2 separate regions of the Pan troglodytes genome follow, and region 2 is linked to region 1. The links are chromatin contacts, called in public HiChIP or PLAC-seq maps. All regions are on one chromosome and are shown on one strand. The core of a region is the stretch at or near the end of the contact, and the rest is flanking DNA. Distances in the headings are between cores, read along the strand shown.

Region 1 (5,052 bases), core at 1,263-3,762:
GCTCAGAACTCTTCACTCTCACTCCAGAGAGGGTGCCCTTCCACCCCACCGTGAGGTCTTCATTTCTGTGCCACAAGGTCAGTATGGCATTTCCACTACCTAGGGGGGTCTTCCCTACGTCCTGGGCCAGGAGAGCAAAGAGCTGGTTAGCTTCTCTCTGGGGGCCCCAGCACCAAAAGTCTGTATGGCCCTGGCCTGACTTTCCCATCTGGGCTGATGCAGGGAGGGAGAATACCAGAGACCAAAGTTCAAGGGGCCGGGCCCTCTCCTCCCCTGTTCTGTCCTTCTGGTCACTGTCCTTCCATGATCCCTTTTCCAGGAGAATATGTGACCTGGGCCCTAGGTCTTCCGCTAAGCAGCCCTCTGGCCTCATTTACTCAACACAGGCACACACACCGACACCGGCCGACAGCCATGCACAGACACAGTTAGAGAGGAGCACCCACGCGATGGGAGACACATGGCCCAGCGTTGGGCCATTCTGGTCCACACTCTTGAGACAGCACGGGAGCACAGCGGAGCCACTCAGCACTCACAAAGCGACAACATGGCTCCAGAACATCTACGTCTCCACATGCACACATGTAACTGACACGGGCAGTCCCACACACTCGCTGGATTTCAGACATACAAAGACACCTACTCAGTGAAGTCACATGCCACCGCACAGCCCGCCGGAGGGCCACACGGGCGCACCTTGGCAGATCGCACACAGCCCCTCTCCCACCGCCGTTAATCCCATTGGCTCCCCCCGTTTCACTCCGCGGGCCTCCGGGAGACCTGTGTGACGGCCCCTCAGCAACCACCGCGCCCCCCCCCCCCACCCCGCCATACACATACACACACAAGATAGGGCTCCCAGCCCCCAAACCCCGGCCGCGTTAATTTCCCAAAGCGACACTCCGCAGGTTCCCTGGGGAAATTAGAGGAAGGCTGGAAGAGAGGCAAGGGCGAACGGATGGGGCCGGGGAAGGGAGCTGATGAGGGCGAGGACAGCTCGACGCAATGCCATGCAATGCCCAGCCTCGGCTTTTTCGAAGGCTAGTCCTGCCCCGCTTCTAATTTTTAGGAATTAGAGATTCTTTCAGTGTGTATGCGGGAAGGGGACGATGAAGAGAAAAGAAAGCTGAAAGCCAGCTGAGGGGAGGGAACGAGAAAACAGAGGCGGCCGCCGTCCGGGGAGAGAAGCGAGCGACGGTCGGGCCGCGGGGAGGGGCCCGGAGGAGCAGCCTCCAGGGAGAGTCCTGTTTACACTTGAGGATCTCAAACCGCTTAGCGAGGAAAGGTGAGGTCAGGTTGCAAGGAAAGACGCGGCAGCGGGGCGCAGGGAGGGGGCGCGGCAAAGTGAGACTCGGGGCGTTCGGACGGGAAGCCGGACGGGATCCGGTCAGCGAGGTGGGGCCGAAGAGGGGTGGGGACGGCTGCGGGGGCCGGCGCGACCGGAGCGGCGAGGCCGGACGCCGTGGTGCGCGCAGGGCAGCTAGAGGGCGCTGGCGCTAGCCGCGCGGAGCCGGGAAAGGAGCTCCGGGCCGGGGAGCGGTGGGAGGGCGCAGTGGGGTCCGCCAGGACCCGGGCGCAAAGGCCGCGCGGGGCCGTCGGTGGCGGCCTGGGGCGAAGGACCGCGCCGGGCCCCAGGGCTGCGCGAGGTCCGGGCCGCCGCCGCCCCCGCCCGTACCTTGGCGCTCAACTCGGCCGCTGCCTCCACGCTTTTCTCCGACATGGTGCCGGGGCCGGGGCCGGGGCTGGCGGGGAGCCGGGGTCCCGGGGCCAAGACGGAGGGGCCCTGGACGGCGGAGGGTGGCCGCGGCCGGAACCTGGCGCGGTGGCGGCGGCGGCGGCGACAGCGGCAGCGGCGGCCGCTCGGCAAGCTGGGTCTCTGGAAGAGGCGGCAGAGGCGCGCGGGGTGGGGCGGGGGTGGGTCTGGAGCGGAGACCCGCAGGGCTGCGGCCGTCCGGAGGGCGGGCGGAAGGGCGGTGCAGGCAGTGGCCGGCGCGCTCGGCCGCGGTAGCTCGATCCCGGGCTCGCCGCCCCCGCACCAGCAGAGCTGCCGCCGACCAGCCGCTGCCGCCCCCGGGAAGGGAACCCGCTTATAAGGCGGCGCTGCCCGACGGGAGGGGCTTCCCAGGGGTGGGGCAGGCGGGAGCGGGGAGGAGAGGAGAGGGGAGGGGGATGAAAGAGGAGGTTGGAGAGGTGGGGATAGGAGGATGAAAGCGAGGGGAGGGAGAGCTAGGGAGTCGGGAGGGAGGACGAGACCAGGAGGGGGAAATGGAGAGACTGACGGCCGCGGAGAAAGAGTGGGGCGAGGAGGTGGGAAGGGGTGGGGTTCCTGCGGGGAGGCACCTTTCCAAATCCCAACCTACTGCCTGCGAATGTGGAGTCTGGCTTTTGGGGGCGGACTGGAGAGGTGGCCAGAATCCTACTGACCCCAAAAAAAGCCCTGGGATTTTGCCAAGGGGTGGGGTGAGGGGAGCAGATGGGAAGATAGGGCAGGTATTTGAGAAACCAAAAGCTTAAAGAAGAGGAAGAGGGTTCGGGCGCTCCTTCCACACCACGCCGGATTTCCCCCTCTCATCCTCCATCCACATTCTCTGGATGGCCTTGAGGAGGGGTGGGAGGGCAGAAAGGGCGGCCCAGCCTTCTGTCCCGCCAGATTGACACTTGTGACCCTTGCCGGGTGCCTCCCTTCCTGGCCCCGTGCTGTGAGCCGGGGGGAGTCAGGCCCCCTGGTCTCCTTTGCTGTCTTCCAGCTCTCTTCCATCTTCTACCTCTCTTATTCGCCCGTCTCACCTCACTTTTATTCGCCTGGTCCTTCTATTTCTCTTCATCCGTCCTCAGTCATCTGTACCTAGACCCCTCCCTCACAACCAATTATAACTCGAATCGCTCCCATTCTTCTCTCACCTCTTCTCCACTCCTCACTGACTCTCTTCTGCCCTTCCACCTCTGGTCTCTTTCCCTATCTTTCCCAGACAACCCTGCTCTTGTCTTATCTGAGTCAGGCACCTGGCCCTCTATTCTTGGCTGGCTTTCCTCAACTCCTCTTTCTGTCCTCATTTTTTACATTTTCCATCCTTTAGCTTTTCTCATTCCTCTGCTGCCATCTTCCCTAGCCTTTCTGGGTTATATTTGCCTCCTTTGCAAATATAATACAGGTCCAGGTCTGGAGTTCCAGCCCCACCCTATTCCACACATCCTCAGCTCCTCGCCCTCAATCTCGGTATCTTTGAGTCATTTTGAAAAGCTTGGGATTTCAGAAGGGAACAGGGGCTGGGTTGTGTATTAAAGGTCAGGAAGGTGGACAGAGTGGAAGGCTGGGGTTTGGAAAAAGACCTTTGGTGTGCGTGCACTCCCATATTTGTCTGTCATTATCATTATTCCTCATCTTATTTTCATTTTATTAATAAAAAACTACGTTGATGATCATTATCATTATTTTGTGTTTGAGTGCTTAAATACACCATCTTTTGGTCCCTTGATGTACACGCCTCCCAGTTTCTCTTTCTGACTTTTCTATCAATATTTCAGTCTCAGTCTCCTCAAAAATCTTGGGGCCCCATCCAGGATTTTTCCTTGCCGGACTCTGTCCATCTTTTCTGAGATCTTTCCATGTCCCTCTCTCAATCTGTTTCTCTGACTCACTGGCTGATGTCTTCAGCCGTCTCTCACCGTCTCCATCTCTGTACTCCTCTTGCTTCATTTATCTCCCTCTCCTCGATCCTTTGCTACTCCCCCCCCCCCCAACAACCCAGTCTCCCAGTCTCGCTCCCTCCCCATCAGGCTCTTTCCTCTCCCTCCCGCCTTCCTTTCCTCTTCCCTCCACTCCACCTCCCAGCCCCGCCTGCTGTCTCGGACACCCTGCTGGGCTCTTACCCTGTTGCCCTGGTAACCGCCCCCCACTCCGGTCACCTCCACTCCCCTCCCCCCTCCAATCACCGCCACCAACAACCTCCATCCACCTTCCTCCTATTTTTCCTGATAGCCAATAGAAACCCTGTTGCCAGGTGGAATGCTCATTTGAATCAGCCAATCCAGAAGCCTAACTGCTTGCCCTGCCTTATATGGGGATGTGAGGAGGGCCACTCCCCCAACTCCAGCCCCACAGGGGACCGGCCCCTCCAGTGTCCCTTCTCCCCGCCCTAAAGAGAGGCTGGGACACTCCCTCTCACCCTTCCATAAGGGACCTGGCCTCCCACTTCTCTAACTGGGACCACCAGGGTTAGCGTGGGCTGTGGGCCGGACTGTGGGCTGGGCCTCAGGGCTGGGGGTGGGAATGAGGTGTGATTAGGGAAGGGGAGGCGGAGGGAGCCGGGAATTTTGCCCAGGGAGGGGTGTCTGGGAGCAGAGGCAGCTGCAGTGGAAAATTCCAGAGAGATGGAGAGGCAGAGAATGGGAATCCTGCCCCAAAGCCCAAGGGAGTGCCTTGAGAATCTAAGAGCTTGAACACTAGGGTCCGAGGGACCCCAGGGAAAAGATCTAGAAAGCTGGAGGCCTGGATCGAATTCCTTTCCTGGTGGATGAAGCATCCTTTAGCCATCTCTCTCTGGTTGGACAACAAACCAGTCTTCTGAAGTCTTGGCTTCATGAGAAAGAAGCTGGAAGTGAGACTTGGGATGAATGTGGAGTGAGTGGGATCTGAAAGCCACCCGACAGTCCTAGGGGTTAGCCTCAGAGCCTCTGGGGCCAACGGTGCTAAATGGCCTGTGTTTGCTTTTCTCTGTGGAACTATTTCTGAGGCTTTGTGGAGGCTTGCCTATTCCTAGAATTACCTTACTCTACAGTCCAATTGAGAATTTCTCCCACTAGTTGAATGGGGGAAGCATGTGCTTCTTACACATTTTCTGAAAGCGGGAAAAAGGTGACCAGGTGAGAACAAGGAAGGTCTGAGCCCCCTGGAAACGATGACTTCTGGCCTGACATCCTAGAAATTTACCTTGATACCATGTGTGGGAAGTGTTCAATTCTAGTTATTTCCATCTCATTCTTGGTGAATTCTTCCCCCTCTCCAGCTTCCTGGATTTTTTCAGTGTGCCTATTTCTCCTGTTGGTTAAGGG
Region 2 (5,052 bases), core at 782-3,281, 86 kb before region 1:
GAGGAAATTGGAGACAATAAGGGTCTTCCCTCAGATCCAAGGCTTTGAGCAACAACAGACATCCTCTTCCAGGAATAAAAGTCTCAGTGGCCTTGAACATTTCTCTGCTGTGATATGAAAAATAGTGCACTGTCTAAGGTAGTTCTTGGTCCCATAGATTGCTCTGTACCACTTCCTAGAACAGTGTGTACTGCAAGTTCATGAACAAATAGAGCATTTCTCACCGGGGAGGTCAACTAAGCTCTTTCTACCATGAGCCCAATTTGAAGGTAACCAAATATGCTGGAAGTTGGTTAGCAAAGAACTAGGGCACACTGAAAATCTCTTGACTTGGGGTGAAAAAGAGAAAGTTTCAGAAGATTACAAAAACCCTTTTTGGATTATTCAAAGCAGTTACTAAGGAGAGAGACAGGAGTGAATAAAAGTGTAAAGAGGGACCCACTGACTTCTACCACCTGCTGGTAATTTAAGAAAAACCTTTCCCTCCTGGGAAGAATGTGGGAGCTCTGAAGTGATTAAACTCCTCTGTTGGAAATTAAAGATGCTGATTTCACCAAGGATTGGGAACCCCGGAGCTCTGCTCCGCGCAGTGCTCTTTTACCTCTGCCAAAGCCAGACTTCAGAGAAGCAGCACATTGTCTGAGGCCCAGATCAAAGCCTAGCAAACCAAGCAAACCACAAATCACAGTGATGATCCTGAACTGGGCCTCACATCATGCTGTTCTACTCAGTACTGGTGATGCAGTAATGAAGGCTTTCCACTCTGACTTGCAGTTTTCAGGCCATGAGCTGGTCTGGCAGAATACACTGGGCAGGGCACAGCAGCTTGAGGGGAGGGGTGGTGAGGGGGGCGGATCCCAACCAAGCTGCTGCCTTCTCAGTTCAGGCCCCAAAGGGCCTTGGCTTGAGGGTGACATAGGGAAGGCAGAACTGCAGGAAGGGAGGTACCAGGTGGAGCCTGCAAAACGTGAAGCATGGTGTGGGAGGTGGCTTTGTGTAACTAGCCAAGAGTAGGAGCGGGATGGGAAAGAGGCCTTAGCATCCTCCGAGAAAGAAACCACCTCTCTAGGAATACTTTAAAAGGGGTTATCTCAGCTGTCCGTGATAGGCTGGGGGGCGGGGGAAGGGTGGGGGCTGCGGCCATTGCTCACTTCAAAGGAGAAACGACTAGAGCTTTCCTCTCCTCTTTCCTCCCCTCCCCGCCTCCTGTCTGTTTTAACCACGGGGTGGAGGCTCTCTGCCTTTCTCAGAACCGGACTTCTTGAGAGTCCACTCCCAGACTATTAACCGCCTAGGAACTGCGGTCCCCACCCCCCAACTCCAACCCCGGCCGAGAACAGTGGGGAGTCGTCCCCATCACTCCTACACGAGACTACAAAACCCGGAGAGCCGTGCGCGGCAGACAAGGCCGACTGCCAGGTTTTCTCAAGGGTCCACTTGGGGGATGTAGTCCGACGGTCGGGCTGCGCCCCTAGCTTAGAACGGCAACGAAGGCAGTGAGTGACTACAATGCCCACAGTGCTCCACGAAGCGGGGAGCCGGAGAGGTGAGCGCGGCGGCTTCCGGGGACGGTAGTCACACGACAGCCGCAGTTAATGAAAGGCAACGGCAGAGTGGAGCGTGGGAGACTACAAGTCCCATGGTGCATCGCAGGGAGGCGGTAGCCCAAGCCTTGCAGGCCCCAGTGGAATGACCAGGGCGATGGAAGGAAGTCGTGCTCGTTGCGGGCGTGGGGAATGGGCTTACCGGCGTGTCGAAGGAGAAGGCGCACTCGTCTTTGTGGACCCGGTCTCCAGCCTTAGGGACCCGGATCGTCGGTAATACTGACAGCAGCGCCTCCTCACTCAGCTCCGCCATGACACCGGCAGCAGCTTCTCCACACACGGCGGCTCCCACCGTTCCCAGTCCCCTCCCCTGCCCCTCCCGTCCAATGAGCGCCACTCGTTAGGGGCATGCGCCGCGGAGACGACGCGCGAGAATGGCAGTTGGACGGAGCCTGCCTGCCGGTGCTCCGCCCCTGCCCCGCGCTTGACTGACGCCAATGAGAAGCGCTCCTAAGGCAATTGATGGTTGAAAGAACCAATCCCACTCCTCCAGGGCGGGAGCGCACGTAGAGCAGCTAGGTGGGCTTCGGGGTTGCAGCTGCTGCGGCTCCGCAGCTGCTCCGGCTCTGGGACCCTTAGAGTCCATTCGCGTGCCTTCTATTGAAGAGCAGGAACTGACGGTTGTTTTAGGCCTCTCAATTCCAGAAAGTTTCCTGGGGACCTGTCCGGTCGGAAGGTCGAGGGACAGTTGTCTTGGTATTTGAAAAGGGGGTATCCAGTGAGGCGGAGCTTGAGGGGGTTGTGTCGAGTGACTGATACAGCTGTCAACCAATAAAGCTACTATCGCTCGCCTCGGGAAAACCATCACAACTCCAGCTGGATGTGCGCATAATAGTGTAATCACTCATGATTCTATTTTGTTTAATAATTCGTTCTTGAGACTAGACGTCTCAAAAGCGAAGACTGGCACTCCTCAGTCTGCCACGGACGGCTCGCAGGCAGATACTGAACAGAAGTACCCTTATCAAGGAGGCGTCACCCCTGGGCAAGCCTAGCATCAGTCCATTGACACCCACAGTCACCATGATAGACGTTCTCCCAGACCAACAGCTTCCTTTGGCTCGAGGCGGGTCTTACGTGGAGGGCCTATGGGAACTACGTCGGCTCAGCCAATAGGGTCAGGGCAGGGGGCGTGGCGGGAAGTTTGAAACTGGTAACTTCGGGAGTTGAGCCACGAGCTGTTGTGCATCCAGAGGTGGAATTGGGGCCCGGTAAGTGATTTGAATAATTTAATAAATAAGTTAGAGGGCTCAGCAGGCCCAGAACGAGCCATTTTGTCAGCTGCAGCAGTCATTAACTCCGCAGAGGCCTCTGGTCCCTCGCCAGGAAGTTTCTTCACTGGAAACTGGGAAGACAGGGTGGTTTAGGGTTGAAGGTCCGACGTGGAAGAGATAAGGGCTGAGACCTGAGTCACTTCTCACAGGCATTCCCTCCTCGTCCCGGGCTGGCCCTTGCCCCCACCCTGCAACTCCTGGTGGAGATGGGCTCAGCCAAGAGCGTCCCAGTCACACCAGCGCCGCCTCCGCCGCACAACAAGCATCTGGCTCGAGTGGCGGACCCCCGTTCACCTAGTGCTGGCATCCTGCGCACTCCCATCCAGGTACTCTGGGCCAGCGTGGGAAAGGCAGAGAATGTCTGAATTCTTGGGTCTCTTCCTAACCTGATTTTGAGAGAGCCGTCATGCCCCCACCCTTATCCTAGCCTTATTTTCTGCAATCTCAATCTGTGTGGGGTAGGCTGGATATCTGAGGGCCTTGGCAATTCCTTCCTGGAATATGGGGAGGAGAGGAGAGAAGAGTCAGGGCCCAGACTTGTTCTAGCCTATGGTCTTGACAGGTGGAGAGCTCTCCACAGCCAGGCCTACCAGCAGGGGAGCAACTGGAGGGTCTTAAACATGCCCAGGACTCAGATCCCCGCTCTCCTACTCTTGGTATTGCACGGACACCTATGAAGACCAGCAGTGGAGGTAAGTGTTGGGCCCAGGGAATGCTGATGAAGCTGTCATCTATTATTCTTGGGTAGGGTCCATGAAGCCATTCTCTCAGGGTTCCTTAAAGGGGCCTCCATCCTCCTGCTTCGGACCCATCTCACTCTTATCTCAATATTTTGTTCCCAGCCTGGGTGCGGTGGGTCATGCCTGTAATCCCAGCACTTTGGAAGGCCGGGGTGGTCAGATCGCTTGAGCCCAGGAGTTCAAGACCAGCCTAGGCAACATGGCAAAACCCCATCTCTAGAAAAAATACACACACATACACACACACACACAAAAGCACGGTGGCATGGGCCTGTGATCCCAGCTACTCAGGAGGCTGAAGTGGGAGGATTGCTTGAGCCCACAAGGTCAAGGCTGCAGTGAACTGTGATCACGCCACTGCACTCCAGCCTGGGGGACAGAGCAAGCCCCATCTCAAAAAAAAAAAATTGCTCCCTTTCACCTTGATTTCCTTGATTTCTCTCTTCCCACTTGCTCACCCTCCTGGGCATGAGTCCTGGGTTTCTGTATGTTTTGCTCCTTGCTGAATGTTGTGTATCAGAAGGTCACTGTTCACTTCACTTTCTTCCTCTAGACCCCCCAAGCCCACTGGTGAAACAGCTGAGTGAAGTATTTGAAACTGAAGACTCTAAATCAAATCTTCCCCCAGAGCCTGTTCTGCCCCCAGAGGCACCTTTATCTTCTGAATTGGACTTGCCTCTGGGTACCCAGTTATCTGCTGAGGAACAGATGCCACCTTGGAACCAGACTGAGTTCCCCTCCAAACAGGTGTTTTCCAAGGAGGAAGCAAGACAGCCCACAGAAACCCCTGTGGCCAGCCAGAGCTCCGACAAGCCCTCAAGGGACCCTGAGACTCCCAGATCTTCAGGTACAGAATCTAAGGCAAGATGCAGGGAAGATAAACTAGGATAATGTTTTGGGATAAGGTCCATGGGTGAGTGTGGGAGGAATAAACTGTAAGTCCTAGTTTTGGGTCCTTGCTTTAACGCCTTACCCACCCCAGGTTCTATGCGCAATAGATGGAAACCAAACAGCAGCAAGGTACTAGGGAGATCCCCCCTCACCATCCTGCAGGATGACAACTCCCCTGGCACCCTGACACTACGACAGGTAAAGGAAGAGAAAGTGCAAGCTGTTACTAGGATATCCAACGTAGAGGGTGGGAGACCCTTTTACCCAGATCTTCCCTCTTCTGAACAGCAACTCCCCCCAACTCATACACTGCCGTTTTCAGGGTAAGCGGCCTTCACCCCTAAGTGAAAATGTTAGTGAACTAAAGGAAGGAGCCATTCTTGGAACTGGACGACTTCTGAAAACTGGAGGACGAGCATGGGAGCAAGGCCAGGACCATGACAAGGAAAATCAGCACTTTCCCTTGGTGGAGAGCTAGGCCCTGCATGGCCCCAGCAATGCAGTCACCCAGGGCCTGGTGATATCTGTGTCCTCTCACCCCTT

The links. HiChIP or PLAC-seq counts read pairs in DNA pulled down with a chosen protein or histone mark.
Region 2: a contact with region 1 is called in an H3K4me3 HiChIP or PLAC-seq map of stem cell-derived excitatory neurons, with 2.4 times the contacts expected there. The contact joins the promoter of CDCA3 here to the promoter of PTMS in region 1. A contact is called at or near these places in 1 of 7 Hi-C or Micro-C datasets (stem cell-derived neural progenitor cells) and 1 of 1 datasets of contacts at active chromatin or transcription factors (stem cell-derived excitatory neurons).

What each region holds. Positions count from the first base shown.
Region 1 is chr10:13,945,936-13,950,987 of NHGRI_mPanTro3-v2.0_pri, reverse strand. It overlaps PTMS (parathymosin), which reads right to left and starts at 2,512. Exons shown (of 5, transcript XM_016922858.3): 1 at 1,676-2,512. The coding sequence starts at 1,720. It overlaps MLF2 (myeloid leukemia factor 2), which reads left to right and starts at 1,216. Exons shown (of 9, transcript XM_063786254.1): 1 at 1,216-1,285.
Region 2 is chr10:14,031,505-14,036,556 of NHGRI_mPanTro3-v2.0_pri, reverse strand. CDCA3 (cell division cycle associated 3) reads left to right here and starts at 2,031. Exons shown (of 5, transcript NM_001280444.1): 1 at 2,031-3,204; 2 at 3,441-3,570; 3 at 4,172-4,465; 4 at 4,601-4,707; 5 at 4,832-5,052. The coding sequence starts at 3,085. The coding sequence ends at 4,987. USP5 (ubiquitin specific peptidase 5) reads right to left here and starts at 2,700. Exons shown (of 20, transcript XM_016922860.3): 1 at 1,747-2,700. The coding sequence starts at 1,857.